2 separate regions of the Canis lupus genome follow, and region 1 is linked to region 2. A link is a contact called in public Hi-C data. All regions are on one chromosome and are shown on one strand. Each heading gives the region's core, a stretch centred on a gene start, on an enhancer-like site or on the middle of the called end of the contact. The rest is flanking DNA. Distances are from core to core; before and after follow the strand shown.

Region 1 (2,700 bases), core at 99-2,598, 180 kb after region 2:
CACGATCTCGGGGGGTAGGTGGAGGTAATCACGGAGATACTGGATACCCTCGTTGGTAAGGTACCAGTAGAAATGTCTCCAAGCAAACTGTTCCTTTACGTAGCCTCGGGATTTGAGAGACTGTAAGACAGAAAGAAAACCACCGTCAAGACACAAGCAGAGACTTCAATCTAGCAACTCAGTGCAAAAGGAAGCTACGTTGCATAGACAAGTTTTCACGGTGTATCTACCTCAGCGCCCTTGGAGGCAACAAGCTGCTTGGCTGTCCTGACCTCTCCTTGGAATCTGCCTCTAGTTTAGTGGAAAATCCCTCCATCTGCACCCCACTCCAGCAGCCCCCAGGCTACCTGCATGGCCTTCATGACGTGAAGGTTGGGCACATTCTTGTCGGCCAGTTCAGGGTGTTTGGGCATGTGGACGTCCTTCTTTGCCACCATCACCCCCTCCTTGAAAAGGAGTTCATAAATGGCGATTCGGTTCTTCTTGGGCATCAACATCTGGAATGAAGCAAAATCATCCGGAGCGTTTCTAAGCAGTGCAGCTAGGGGCCAGCCGGGTGAGCTACGTGCAAGACCCCAGCACGACCACCCCGAACCCCGTCCAACGGGCTGAAACCTCAAACCACAGCACAGAAAACATGCAGGGAGATCTTGAAACCCTGCAAAACGGAACGCCGCCAGTGACCCTCCTCCACTCCCCAGAGACGCGTGAGAAGACAGCTGCCGTGACACTGGAGCAGAAACAGGGGCAGGGCTCCCGAACGCTCCAGACCCACGGAGGAGTAACGGGCCAGGGGGGCGCGGGCGCAAACCCCGCACCCCGGGGCACTTGGGGAGGATCAGCAACTGTACGCAGCGCGGAAGGGCGCGGCACACTTTCGGGGACGCAGGGAGGGTCTGGAGGGCCCTCCGTTCGTGGCGGGCCGCGGACCCAAAAGCAAAGGGCCGAGCAAGGAGGCCCGCACCTTCACCCCCTTCCATTCTTCCCTCAAACTAGAGCTCCAGGGCCGGGCAAGGAGGCGGCCCGCGGCGAGCGGGCAAACGAGGCGCAGCTTCCCTCACCTCGCCTGAGGCTGGCCGCGACACAAGGGCTTCACACCTCCCCTCCTCGGCCTCCGCCGACGGGACGCCAGTCCTCTCCTACTAGAGCCCCCCGGCCCCCTCACTACTCAAAAACGGGCGTGCTAGGAGCGGGAGAGCGGCCCCCCGCCCCGTCCCCGGGGAGGAGCAGCGACTGCGACAGCCGGAGAGCCAGGATGGACGCCGATGGGAGCCGGACCACGGAGAAACTCACCTTGGCGCCTGCTACGACCCGGACCGGGGCTGGAAAGGAAGGGGCATGCGCGGCGCGGCGCGGCGTCTCTTCCGGGCTGGCGTGCCCCGCCCCCCCGCGAGGACCCGCGGGCTGCCTGGGGTGGCCTCGGCGGTGCCTGACAGGCCGCCGCGGACCCTGAGCGCTCCCGCGGCGCGCGTACGTGGAGCGGACGCTGGCACCTGTGAGCCTGGTGCCGGGCGGAAGGCGGTTGCCTTGGTGCTGGGACTGGCGCCTCGGAAACGCGCTGCTCCTTGACCTCCCACGGATGACCTGTGATTATGGAAGTGATAGATGTTCTTTGAACGGAGACAGGACAGACAAAACGATAACAATAATAAAAGAATGAAAACAGCATCCTATGGGCCAAATGTAATGGCTCTTAACATTTTGGTATCTGCTCTTCCAAACTCAGATGCACCCGCGCAAATACATACATGTACGTATTTAACAAAGACGGGCTGTTTCGCGCGTACATTATGTAAGGTGTGGTTGGTGACCTTGGCTTTTCCGCTTCCCGACACCTCATGAATGTCTTTTCGTGTTAATGCCTACGGTTGTAATGACAGGAGCCCACTGGTGGATAGTTTGATCAACACTATGACTGGATACATATTTTAAGACCCTTCACTATTATAGGTGACAATACTACACACATATTTGCACAACTGCCCCAATATATTTTCCTTAGGATGCATGCATTCCTGCAAGTTGTAATTGTTGAGTAACAAAGCACCCATTTTTACGTTTTTTACACACTCCGCATTGACTTCCAAGAAGGCATCATCCATTTCATTCTAGTCAGCAGTTATTAACAAGGCTCACTTCCCTTTTAACCCTGCTGGGATTGGATAATGTTCTTATTCATATTTGCCAGTCTGATAAATAAGAAATATTAATTTCGTTGCTCTTTTAACTTACTTGTTTTGATTACATCTGTGGCTCAACATTTTTCTTTTTAGGCATTTGTATTCCTTCTTTAATAAATCGTTCATTTCCACGATCAGTTTTCCTACTGAAAGTTTTTTCCTGCTGATTTGAAATCACTCTTTACATATGAAAGCTATTAATCCTTTGTCACATACTTTTCCAAAAATTTCCCCCATTTTTTCATTTGTCTTGATTTTCATGGTATTTTGAAGTAGAAGTTTCACATTCCTTCATATCCAAATCTTTATGGCTACAGACTTTGGTACAATGCTTAAAAAGTCACTTAACCCATCTCAAGATTATGTAAATATTAACCTAGTTTCTTCAAATATTTTTGTGGTCTTACTATATAGAAATAAATATTTGGGGGTTCCTGGGTGCCTCAGATGGTTGGGCGTCTGCCTTCAGGGCAGGTCAGATTCCCAGGGTCATGGGATCCAGTTCATGTCAGGCTCCCTG
Region 2 (2,700 bases), core at 84-2,583:
CTGAGGGGCATTGGGCACTGTAGTGTTACTCATGACCTCGGCAGCCGGAGGGCTGGGTAGTCAGCATGGGCAGTTGAGCCTCGGGAGGGCGCCTCCACTGGGCTCCCTGGGGAGGAGGAAGGGAGGTTATCAATTTCACCCAGAGTGACAGCCAAGCTCTGGATCCCTCCCCAGGAGCTGGTGATGTATCAAAACTTGGGTCGGGCACTGGGACGAGGTATCCTCCAAGTCAGTGTGCTGGGTTTAACCTTACAGTGAGTGACTCACTGGATACCCTGAATGTAGAAGACACCAAGGGGAGGCCCAGAGTCCTGCCCAGCCCCTATCCCCCCAAATCAGGGTGAGGCCCCAGTCAGGTGCTGGCCAGACATCTGCACATCTGAACCAAGAAAAGCTTAGATACATGATCTGGGCTTCTGTAGCAACCCCTCCGGACACTGGGCTGCCAGCACCTATCCACTGGAGCAAAAGGAAAGATCTGACAAAAAGCATGAGGGTCCTGCACTGGGGGGCCGCGGGGGTGAGGCAGGAGCATCTGGAGGAGCCTGCCTCAGTCTCGCCCAATCCCCACACTTTAGGCAATAGGCCCTCCCTAGGCCGGGCTGGTCCCTGGCGTTCCTGCAGACACACAGCCGGGACAGCCTCTCCCCTACTGGTCTCGTGCCAGGGTGGACACGGGTGGGCAGGGCTGGATTGTATCTGCGAGGTGATGTCACCTCCCTCTGGTCCCCACCCGGGGCTCCGCCCAGGTCCCTCCCCTCTTAGCCTGGGCTGCCAGGCGGAGGTGAGAGGGTCAGTTCCCGTCGAGAGATGCAAGGAGATGGTCCATGGGCTCCTCACGCAGACCCCAAGTCCCCGACCCCGCTTCGCCTGGGTCTCCACTGGACGGCGAGGTATGAACTACCTGTCCCGGTGTCCGTGGGGGCAGCGAGCTTGCACAGTCGCATGCACACCGTCCCATGGTCGAGGGGACATGCCGAGGTGGGGCGGGTGTCGGGCCGCTCCGAGGATGCGGACCAGCATCGGCGAGTGGGAGGTCGTTCCCACGGCGCTGGGCGACTCGGCCGAGGGAGGGAGGTTTGGGGGTTGCGCAGAGGGCCCGGGCCTCCCGGAATCCGGCCCCCCGGGATGCGGCCCCGCGCCGGCGCTCTGCAGCCCGGCCCACCCGATCGTGCCTTACCTCCCGCCGCCGCAGCCCGGACAGGAACGCCCTCGCCTTGCTCCCAGGCCCCGGAAGAGCCGGCAGGCGCGTGATCAAAGGACCCGGGGAAATGGGCGGGGCCTCAGCGCCGGGACGCAGCCAATCCGGTGGCGGAAGGCGGACGGCCCGGAGGCTTCTGGAGCGGCCAATCCGGAGGCGAGGGCCCAGGCTGCAGGGCCCACCCCCCGGCGGCAGGGGGCAGCCGAGCGCCGCGCAGCGGGGGGAGGAGAGCGCGCGGGGTGGGGGCGGGGCTGGGGCGGCTTCCCGGCGTCCCCCGGGGCGGAGCCCGGCGAGCGCGGCCCGCGAGGCGGCCGTGGTCCCTGCGTCGGGCTTCCTCGTCCTTCTGGGTGCAGCCCGGGTGTCCCGCCAAGCGGCTCCCGAGCTTAGGTCAGGCGCGGGCTGCTCTCCCCTGCCCGGGGCCCGCAAGGACTCCGCGAGTGTTCCTGGTGCCCAGGGTGCCCTCTGCGCTGTGCTCGGAGGCACATGGAACAGGCAGCCCGGCTTCGCCCCTGCCTGGCCGTGGGACCTGGCCCGCGCTTGGCCTCCAGCCTTTTCTGCGCCTGGGTCCTAACGTCTGCCACACGGGCCCTTGTGAGGATCACACGATGCCCCGGATAAGGAGTCTGGCACATACCGTGCCCTGTTAGATCCCCCGCGAACCTCCGTCGGTTTTGACGGCGCACGTGCAACAGCAGGGAGCAGTCCCCGCCCGGGGTCACCACGTGCAACAGCAGGGTGCAGTCCCCGCCCGGGGTCACCACGTGCAACAGCAGGGTGCAGTCCCCGCCCGGGGTCACCACGTGCAACAGCAGGGTGCAGTCCCCGCCCGGGGTCACCACGTGCAACAGCAGGGTGCAGTCCCCGCCCGGGGTCACCACGTGCAACAGCAGGGTGCAGTCCCCGCCCGGGGTCACCACGTGCAACAGCAGGGTGCAGTCCCCGCCCGGTCACCACGTGCAACAGCAGGGTGCAGTCCCCGCCCGGGGTCACCAGCAACTTGAGAAGTGGGTAAATTCGGAAGCTTTACTGGCGCGATCATTAATGCCACACACTGGAGATGGATTGATGGATTCTTACCGATGTCAGCACCCTGGCTGTGATATTCTGGTATAGTTGTGCAAAGGGAAGCTAGGCAAAGGATACAAGGGATCTCTCTTGTTCGTTCTTTCTTTCTTTCTTTTCTTTCTTTCTTCTTTCTTTCTTTCTTTCTTTCTTTCTTTCTTTCTTTCTTTCTTTCTTTCTTTCTTTCTTTCTTTCTTTCAGATTTTATTTATTTATTCATTAGAGACAGGCAGAGACACAGCAGAGGGAGAAGCAGGCTCCACGCAGGGAGCCCCATGCGGGGCTCGATCCTGGGACCCCAGGATCACGACCTCAGCCGAAGACAGACACTTAACCGCTGAGCCACCCAGGCTTCCCAACTCTCTTGTTTCTTCCACTCGTATGTTACCTCAAGTACGTGTGTAGCTTTGTACTACACCTTCCCAACCTCTCTTCCC

What was found. A called contact is a pair of places that touch in the nucleus more often than the background predicts.
Region 1: a Hi-C map of amygdala shows a contact between it and region 2, with 4 times the contacts expected there. The contact joins the promoter of RPS10 here to the promoter of SMIM29 in region 2. A contact is called at or near these places in 3 of 9 Hi-C or Micro-C datasets (amygdala and blood).

Annotation. Positions count from the first base shown.
Region 1 is chr12:3,897,994-3,900,693 of UU_Cfam_GSD_1.0, forward strand. It overlaps RPS10 (ribosomal protein S10), which reads right to left and starts at 1,349. Exons shown (of 6, transcript NM_001252045.1): 1 at 1,294-1,349; 2 at 348-497; 3 at 1-120. The coding sequence starts at 497.
Region 2 is chr12:3,718,375-3,721,074 of UU_Cfam_GSD_1.0, forward strand. SMIM29 (small integral membrane protein 29) reads right to left here and starts at 1,334. Exons shown (of 5, transcript XM_038553783.1): 1 at 1,181-1,334; 2 at 1-106. The coding sequence starts at 33.